2 separate regions of the Arabidopsis thaliana genome follow, and region 2 is linked to region 1. A link is a contact called in public capture Hi-C data. All regions are on one chromosome and are shown on one strand. Each heading gives the region's core, a stretch centred on a gene start, on an enhancer-like site or on the middle of the called end of the contact. The rest is flanking DNA. Distances are from core to core; before and after follow the strand shown. Region 1 holds the start of AT1G34160 (Tetratricopeptide repeat (TPR)-like superfamily protein). Region 2 holds the start of AT1G34320 (Ikzf5 (DUF668)).

The links. Capture Hi-C pulls out chosen DNA fragments and counts their contacts.
Region 2: a capture Hi-C map of seedling shows a contact between it and region 1, with 1.7 times the contacts expected there. The contact joins the promoter of AT1G34320 here to the promoter of AT1G34160 in region 1. A contact is called at or near these places in 1 of 26 Hi-C or Micro-C datasets (root) and 2 of 3 other capture datasets (seedling and shoot).

Annotation. Positions count from the first base shown.
Region 1 is chr1:12,438,739-12,443,661 of TAIR10.1, forward strand. AT1G34160 (Tetratricopeptide repeat (TPR)-like superfamily protein) reads left to right here and starts at 2,506. Exons shown (of 2, transcript NM_103139.3): 1 at 2,506-4,090; 2 at 4,178-4,630. The coding sequence starts at 2,655. The coding sequence ends at 4,487. It overlaps AT1G34150 (Pseudouridine synthase family protein), which reads left to right. Exons shown (of 14, transcript NM_103138.3): 12 at 40-150; 13 at 251-337; 14 at 432-761. The coding sequence ends at 499. ARF13 (AUXIN RESPONSE FACTOR 13) reads right to left here. Exons shown (of 14, transcript NM_103140.3): 14 at 4,809-4,923.
Region 2 is chr1:12,517,233-12,522,155 of TAIR10.1, forward strand. It overlaps AT1G34320 (Ikzf5 (DUF668)), which reads left to right and starts at 2,827. Exons shown (of 13, transcript NM_103154.4): 1 at 2,827-3,147; 2 at 3,262-3,795; 3 at 3,876-4,201; 4 at 4,289-4,381; 5 at 4,477-4,567; 6 at 4,654-4,747; 7 at 4,878-4,923. The coding sequence starts at 3,481.

The DNA of each region.
Region 1 (4,923 bases), core at 1,256-3,755:
TAGATATGATAATAACAAACCCCTTTTTCATGCCTAAAGGTGCTGCAGAGTCACTGCGGTCTCATTTCAAGAATGAATCATTGACATACCAATTAGAGTCTGTAATTTATCAGGAGGCTCTCCGAAACTGTTTACCTCTAAGCAACAATGGTACGATACATCAGTATTTCCTTTACCCTTTACTGTAAATACTAAATAGTAGTAAGATGACTTCTATGAAAGAGAGAATCAACTCAAAATAAAATTTCAGTTTCAACAGAGGAAAGCTCATGCAATGGCGTAGAAAAAAAGAAGAAAAGGGCAGAACACGTTCCCCTGTTATCTCGACCAACTGAGCGTAAGTCTTCTTCGAAATCTCACTGTAAAATGTACATATGCAAATATTGAAATCTCAAATACATGATCCTCTTGCTTTTTTCTTTTTCTTGCAGCGTCGTATGAAGAACGAACTGCGAAACTGAAACCAAGGAAAGAAGAAACTTTGGCATGTGTAGTGTAAGGGGGCAATCTCGGCGACCATCAAAAGAATAGAGAGGCTTTGAGTCTGTTGTTTGTAGCAGTTGATTGTTTGCATTGATTACATATACAGTAATAATATACTAATATATGGTTTTAATATTTCTCTAAGAAATTAAATTTCTGTTAGAGCTGGTCTCTCTAACTTATATTGTATGAAACAAATTTTTTTTTTTGCTTTTAAACTTGAGTGTTGTAGGATATACTCTATAACTTTTGATTATAAAAATAACCAAAATTTTATGTGAGTTTTTCATTTTGGAATAATTAAAATAAGAATTTGTGTATATCGTTTGAATAAGTTAATGCATCTAGAGTCTTTGTAATTTATTGCGGAAAGAGCTTTTCTAAATTGTAAATCCAAAACTAAAAACAAATTAATATCTAAAACACTAATTAGATAAAATTATCTCAGTTTCATATTTGTCTAGAAATTTAACAATTAAATCAAATCTCTTTATAGATTAATTAATATTTATTTATGCTATAAAATACTTCCTATGTTCCGTATTGATTGATTTTTTTTAGCAAAATACATATATTAAAAATTGATTATAAATGTATTTACAATTTTTTATAATTCTAAACCAATGATATTCAATTTTCTTTTTTGAAGTTTACAATTCATCAATAATAACTAATAAATATTGCATAGAAAACCTAGAAAATCAATATTTTAGAAACAACTTTTTTTTTTAATAGAAAATCAACAAATGATGAACAGAGAAGTAATAAATATAAAAATTAATATCATTATAAATTAATAGAATATAATTGTCCTAACATTATTAATTTATAGATATATTATTTTAATTTATAGATGTTTTACTATATAAGGATTGATTATTAATCTAAAATTTTTAACTCATGATTTATTTCCTTTTAATTTGGGGATTTGCAAAAGTACCATTTTTTTATTACCTTTAATTTAAGGGATTTTCAAAATTTGAACTCTCTTTATATATACAAAAAAAAATGTGCTCAAATATAGAACGATTGCACTATCCGCCCTTGTACTTAAACTGGCACTGAGTGTGATAGTAAGATAACCTTTATTATCTCTTTATGCTTATCGTAATAGTTAAAGCTTATCTTTAACTCTTTTTCTGTTTGATTTTGGAAATTATTAATATAGTCCTAGTAGAAAATATAAAAACCTAATCCTAGTAAGGAACTAACTTTTTATATGACTTCAAGACCATATATATAGTACAACAATAGAATTATTTTGCTCTCACCGAATAAAAGTTATTAGAGAATGAAGACCTATTTTCAACTATGTGAACTTCAGAGAACGAATTTGAAAAGCTTACACTATATGTAGGAGATCTTTATTCGAGTGTTGACGAGCGTGACTTATACACAAAATTCAATGAGTTCACTCATGATATTTCTTCAGTTAAAATTTGTTGCGACCGAAACACAGTAGTGGAACCAGAATAACTATCCATCATAGTTAAAACTAAATCATCATACAACTCGTGAATATTAGATTCAAATTAGTTAATAAATTTTTATATTCAAAAATTAATATATAAGTACATGATATAAACTAATCTGGAACATAGAAAGAAGCTAAATCAGTGTTAGACTAACTAAAAATAAATGTAAATATATTAGGTTAAATTCATATTAATGGACCTAATTATGGTATACTTACTTAAAATAAATTTTAAAATATTATGTATAAGTATTAAGAACACTATAAATATTAATTAGACTTTCACTTGTAATCTTGTAACTTAAAAATAGTACATGGGTCGATTATCTTTTTGGGATGGGTCAATTTAATATTTTTAATAAAAAGTTAAGCTATTTTTAAAAATTCCATTGGGGTCAGTTGATCAATAGTCAATACTGTTGGGAACTTACGTCTAAGCCCACACTTCCATTATGGTTGTTCTAGTAAATTGATAATAAACTATAAAGGTAAATTAGGTGTGATTTATATGACCAGTGAAAAATTTCCCTTAACGTTAAATATGTGTTGTCAAGAATGTTAAGAAACATGAATGGCCATGAAAACTGATTCATTTTTGGTTTGATTTCGGTTTAAAAAAAAACAAAACCGATCAAGCAATCCCTTATACCAACTGATTCGTGAGCCCGGTTTAATTTGGTGCAGCCCCGTCAATGGAATGGCTCGTGTTTACATGGAGACGATGATACAAAAATGCGTCAGCTTCTCCCAAATCAAACAACTCCAATCTCACTTCCTCACCGCCGGCCATTTCCAATCTTCCTTTCTCCGTTCTCGTCTTCTCGAACGCTGCGCAATCTCACCATTCGGAGACCTTTCCTTCGCCGTACAAATTTTCCGGTACATCCCTAAACCTTTAACCAATGATTGGAACGCAATCATCCGCGGATTCGCCGGAAGTTCTCATCCTTCACTTGCGTTTTCATGGTATCGTTCCATGTTGCAGCAATCTTCGTCATCGTCGGCTATATGTAGAGTCGATGCTTTGACTTGTTCTTTTACTCTTAAAGCTTGTGCACGTGCGCTTTGTTCTTCCGCTATGGATCAACTTCATTGTCAGATTAACCGTCGGGGATTATCCGCTGATTCGCTTCTTTGTACTACGTTGCTTGATGCTTACTCTAAAAACGGAGATTTAATTAGTGCGTATAAGTTGTTCGATGAAATGCCTGTGAGAGATGTTGCGTCGTGGAACGCGTTGATCGCGGGGTTAGTGTCTGGTAATCGAGCGAGTGAGGCGATGGAGTTGTATAAGAGAATGGAAACGGAAGGAATTAGAAGAAGTGAAGTAACTGTTGTTGCTGCTTTAGGAGCTTGTTCTCATTTGGGTGATGTTAAGGAAGGTGAAAATATCTTCCATGGATACAGTAACGATAATGTGATTGTTAGTAACGCGGCTATTGATATGTATTCGAAATGCGGGTTTGTTGATAAAGCTTATCAAGTGTTTGAACAATTCACTGGTAAGAAGAGTGTTGTTACATGGAACACTATGATTACAGGGTTTGCAGTGCATGGAGAAGCACATAGAGCGTTGGAGATTTTTGACAAGTTGGAGGATAATGGTATTAAGCCTGATGATGTCTCGTACTTAGCTGCTTTAACTGCGTGTAGACATGCGGGGTTAGTGGAGTATGGTTTGTCTGTATTCAATAATATGGCTTGTAAGGGCGTTGAGCGTAACATGAAGCACTATGGTTGTGTGGTTGATCTGTTAAGCCGTGCAGGAAGGTTGAGAGAAGCTCACGATATCATATGTTCAATGTCGATGATTCCGGATCCTGTTTTGTGGCAGAGCCTTCTTGGAGCTTCGGAGATTTATAGTGATGTTGAAATGGCTGAGATTGCTTCTAGGGAAATAAAGGAAATGGGAGTTAACAATGATGGTGATTTTGTGTTGCTATCGAATGTTTATGCTGCGCAGGGACGGTGGAAAGATGTAGGACGAGTGAGAGATGATATGGAAAGCAAACAAGTGAAGAAAATTCCAGGTCTTAGCTACATAGAAGCCAAAGGAACGATTCATGAATTCTACAACAGTGACAAGAGCCATGAACAGTGGAGAGAGATTTATGAGAAGATCGATGAGATCAGGTACAGAACAAGTTCTAAGAGCTGAGATTGGTGAATTTTAATGCTTTTGATTTACTGCTTTCTTGTTATTTTGGTTGATGAGGATAGGTTCAAGATAAGAGAGGATGGTTACGTGGCGCAGACAGGACTTGTGTTGCACGACATAGGAGAGGAAGAGAAAGAGAACGCTTTGTGCTATCACAGCGAGAAATTGGCGGTGGCCTACGGACTGATGATGATGGATGGTGCGGACGAGGAGAGTCCGGTGAGAGTTATAAACAACCTGAGAATTTGTGGGGACTGTCACGTTGTTTTCAAACATATTTCTAAGATTTATAAGAGAGAGATCATTGTTAGGGATCGAGTTCGGTTTCATAGGTTCAAAGATGGTTCTTGCTCTTGCAGAGATTTTTGGTAACGTTACAAAATTAAGAGGGTGGCAATTTTAAAATGTATTTCAAAGATTTCTCTTTTTTTAAGTACACTACAATAGTTAGAGTAAGATGTATATACTCAAATCATTAGTAGTAGCAACGATAAGCAGATAATACGACGATAACAAGGACAATTTTTCATTTAGAAACGATGAAGACATAAATATTACAGACTCAAACAACATCACTGTCGACAAAAACAACATAAAAACATGGGTTCATTCTCTTACCCTTTACTACATCACGGAACAAAAAACTGTTTTTTTTTTTGCTTACGAAATTTTAAAACAAAACCCTCTCTTCCAATTTTCAGCTCTCTTATCTTTATAAGAAAGGTTAGTTATCTGTGACGTTTGGTGGTACGTCTGAAGATGTTAAAGCTTTTGATTCAGGTTGAAAGAATTTGTTCTTCAACTTCAT
Region 2 (4,923 bases), core at 1,577-4,076, 79 kb after region 1:
CTTTGTAACAAACTAAACTAATTCTAATTATGGGATAATCTAATTATACTAAATCAACAGTCACTTTTTCAATAACTGATACATTCTCCTTTCGACATGTGGCATAAGTCTCATTTTTTTATGTTTTACTTTTTTTAATCAATTTTCATTTATTATTGAAAAAAAAATAAGTTTCCACAAAAAAAAAAGATATTCTCCTACATCTTAGCAACTCCTCTTTTCCACGTTTTAAGAATTCTCTGTATTAATTGCCACACTTCTACAATTGAACAACACCTCCCCCAAAAAAAACTATCGCTCATCTCCACGGTTTTAATTTTTTTCTGCAACTATGATATCCAATTTTCCTCGACCATACACAATTATAATCTTTGCTGATATACCAAAATTTTAAAATTTTTTTATTAAATACAGTTTACAGCGATGAAGACATTAATTTTGGCATTTGTATATTGCGGGAGAATACAAACAACAAGGTCAGTCATCTACTTCACATGCATTCAAATTTATATTCTTTTATGTTAGACAATGTTATAAGCCTTTGTTTCTTAATTCGTAATATGGTGTTATTTTCCAAATCTATAATTTGGCTTATTAGTTTGCAGTTGAACAAGCTAGGGCATGTATAGATGTGTCTTTATAGTTATTAGCGTATACAAAGAACAAATTGGACGATAGATGTCTCTTTCAATAATTTCTTATTTTTTCCTTACAATGTTTTTTTTTGCCTTTCTGTACTTGATGTCTTCTTCATAATAATTGCATTTTCTATCCCTCTCGAAAATTAGTACCTCAATCAAATTGATCTCAAGTCAAGTTCTGGACACAACTACCTTTTATCTTTTTGAATTTAATGTTAAATTATATTCAAAATAAAAATAAACGTTTTTCTTTGAATTTAACTCTATTTGTTTTATTTTGGAAAGTTGATGAGTGATTGTCGGTAACTATACTAAAAAATGGTTTTGCATTTTTCTATAGGTGTGGTATGCCTTGGTACGTGGAGGAAACAAGTTAGACACATAAGCACATATGTACTAGACGCAAATAATGTCACAAAAACGGTTTAAAATATCTAGTTTTCAGTTTGTATGTCGTACTTATAACCGAACGTGTGTGAAGTTCTCATGTCATGTACCAGTTCTGTTAAACTAATGAAATATGTTCAGAGGTTTATGACCACTATAACTATTAGACCTGATTTCAATTAATCAAGAAAAATCCAAACTTTTTAATATATGCATTATGCTTTACAAAATTGTTTGATCTTCTACTGATGTAAAGACATTTACAAAATATAGTTATTTAATTGATTCTAACTAATTTGTTCGCGCATAGCGCGGGCCGTAAACTAGTATTTGATAATTCAGGTGCCTTTGTTTTGTTTTCTTGTATTAGGAGTGTGGGGGCTAATGAATTAGTTACAAAAAATATAAATTGAATTGTGGAATCATTTGACCAAAAAATTGAGCAAAAAAAGAAAGAAAAAGAAATGTAGAATCAAAATATTCATGATGAATTGCGATGGAGACAGAAGAATAACTCAAAAGATTTGACCAATGTGAACTTGTTGAAACGTGGAATTGGTCCAAAAGAGAGGCAACCTTATCATTAAATTAGGCTAATTCGCAGTTAAATAAGTAGCCTAAAATACTAAGAATTAATTTCACTTAGTTTATCATTGAAATTGGTTTAGGATCATGTTTATGAAAATACGATTGAAATCTCTTTCTGTTTTTTTTTACAACTACAAACTACTAATTAATATTGAAATCTCAAGACTTGAAAAAAAAAAGATAAAAACTCGCTTGTAATTTGTTTTTCTTTTGAATAATTATAACATTCCAAATAAATGATCATACCTTTGAAGTTCCAAATCATTTTATAGCTTTTATCTTTTATGTAATAAATAAGCTATGGGCCATCACATTCCATTTATTTACATAAATACTAAATGATAATAACAATTATTTTCCTATATGATATCAACATTTTTTTTTTATTCAAGCTTCCTACCTTTGACCATGCTATAAAGCTATTATGACATTGCCACACATAGGTTATTTGGTAAAACAATGTAATTTGAAACCTACTTTAGATTCTGTTGTCCTTTACTTGGTAAAAAGTCAACTTTCATTTTCAAAACTAGATATGCATATACATGTTGACTGATTTTCTTCACCTTTTTCTATTTCAAGGACTTACAATAATTACCAAATACTTCCTTCATTCACACAATCAAAGGTACAAAATGGTTAAATATTTCAAAATTTACTACTTGATACAACTTAGTTTACTACTTGGAATATACAACAAAAGATATTATATTGTAATTCTTTTATATAACCATAACTCTTTTTTGCCTCAATAATATTGAATTAGAATGATTTCAAACAAAAGAAAAATAGATTGAAATCACAAAGAGAAAACAATATTTATTCCGAATCTTATAACTCGACGAAAATCGATTTTATCGACATTAATTATTCCATCACAATACTAATTTAAATTCCAAAAAACACCTATCAAAAGTGAATTTTCGCATAACAAACTCGAAACATTACACCGATATGTATTTGATGATAATTTGATAACAACATATGGTATTCTTCGAAATTGACGTGTCTTTATTTCTGATTTCTGTTGAAGTGATCCCAATTCAAAGAATTTCAATGAAATCCATTTAAAAGACTATATAAACATAAATTTAACTATGTAAATAAAATTTGGTAACATACAAAATAATTCTAATTATGTAGTAATATTTGATAATATAAAATATACTGCAACTTGTTAGTAAAAAAATAATAAAAATGTGTAAATGGGATTGAGAGTTTTGAAGAGTGTAGAAATGGGTAAAACGAGAAAAAGCCTTTGGGGGTTGAATTTTTGGCTAACTTCACCATCTGACACTCTCCAACTCCTCCTCTCTCTTCAGACTAACCCAAATTCAATTCATCTCTCCTCTCTCTCTCTTTCTCGAGTCGCGTTTCTTCTTCTCTTTTCCTTGTAGACATCTCCACGATTCTTCAGCTGAGAGCTTCTCACTTCTCTCTAGAGCTTTGCTCAAGAACTAGCGACGAAGAAGAAGAAGAAGAATCTGAACTTCAATCTAATTCCCAGATCCAAGTTTCTGACTCTTCTTAGGTCTTTCTTCTCCATTCCTTCAAGCTACTGAATTGAATTTGTCGTTTTGGGTTCTTCTTTAGCTAGGGTTTTCGATTTCCTCTTGACTTTAAAATCTTCTTGATTCATTGGCAGGTTTCGTATGAGAGAATCAAGTTTTTTTCCACTGAGCAATTTGCTCCATTAATGGACTGTTGCTTTCATACAAATCAGGATTTGCGATTACAGTGTTTCGCTGGTTACATTGTTCATCCATTTCAAGTTTCCTAGAGAGTTCAATCCGAGATCAGAGTTTTTTTTTGCGTATGGAGAGTTTCGAGAGAGTTTGAGAGCTAAATTTGGAAACTTGCTGTGATGGGTGGGCTTTGTTCAAGGAGTTCATCTGTAAATAATGCTCCTGGTGGAACCTTTGCACATGTTAATGGTCATCATCTCAATAACAATGCCTCTGACTTGAATTCTCATTCTGGTGAAAGTGGACTTAAAGATGATCCTTCTCCTGTTACCGAGAATGTTGATGATAATAAGCATACATCGGAATCGTTTTCGTTTCCTATAGTCTCTAGTGGATCTCATCCTCAAAATATCGAGGATGGGATTCCTCGGTTATCGAGGGTTTTATCTCAGAAATCTAGATCCACTAAGTCTAGACAAGCTGCTGTTGCTAAGGTATATAAAGAAATGTTAAGCTGTTGTGTGTTGTTAGTTCTGAGTTCAAATTTATTATACTAAGGTGTTTTTGTTTATAGGTTTCGGAAGTAAGCTCTCTTTTGGGTAGGGCTGGTACTATGGGACTTGGTAAAGCTGTGGATGTGTTGGATACACTCGGGAGTAGTATGACGAATCTGAATCTTAGTGGGGGGTTTTCTTCTGCGACGACGGTGAAAGGGAATAAGATATCAATCTTGTCTTTTGAAGTTGCTAATACTATTGTTAAAGGCGCCAATCTTATGCATTCTCTTTCGAAAGATAGCATTACTCATTTGAAAGAGGTTGTGTTACCTTCAGAAGGTGTTCAGAACCTGATATCGAAAGACATGGATGAACTGTTGAGAATTGCTGCTGCTGATAAAAGGTAACAATTGTTTGTGATTGTGTTCTGTGTTGATGCTGTTTTCTAATTTGTAGTTTGGAGATAAGTGACGGTTGAAATTGTATACAGGGAAGAGTTGAGGATTTTTTCTGGAGAGGTGGTGCGTTTTGGGAATCGTTGCAAGGATCCTCAATACCACAACCTGGATCGTTTCTTTGACAGGTTCCAACATGATCCTGTCACTTTGGTGGTCACACAACGGGTGTATTCCTTTTGGAAAGTATCTGACTTTTCATTAGTTCTGTGTTATGATTTAGGTTGGGCTCTGAATTTACACCCCAGAAACACTTGAAACAGGAAGCAGAGACCATTATGCACCAGATGATGTCATTTGTTCATTTTACAGCTGTACGTATTTTCATGCAAAATTGTGATATTTGGTCCTGTTTGACTTCCTCAATAGCGATCTACTCTGAGTATATGTTATGTTTCAGGACTTGTATCATGAACTCCATGCGCTGGATAGGTTTGAACAAGATTACCAACGTAAGATCCAGGAAGAAGAGAACCCAAGCACAGCACAACGAGGTAAGTACCAAAAAGAAAATATCTATTCTTAATATCTTTGGGAATGGATGCTATTGTTTTACACTCTAGTTTCTTCTATTTGTTGGATGTCGTTCTAATTTATCTTCCATTTTTTCTCCTTTTACATAAGGTGTGGGAGATACCCTCGCTATCTTGAGAACTGAATTAAAGAGTCA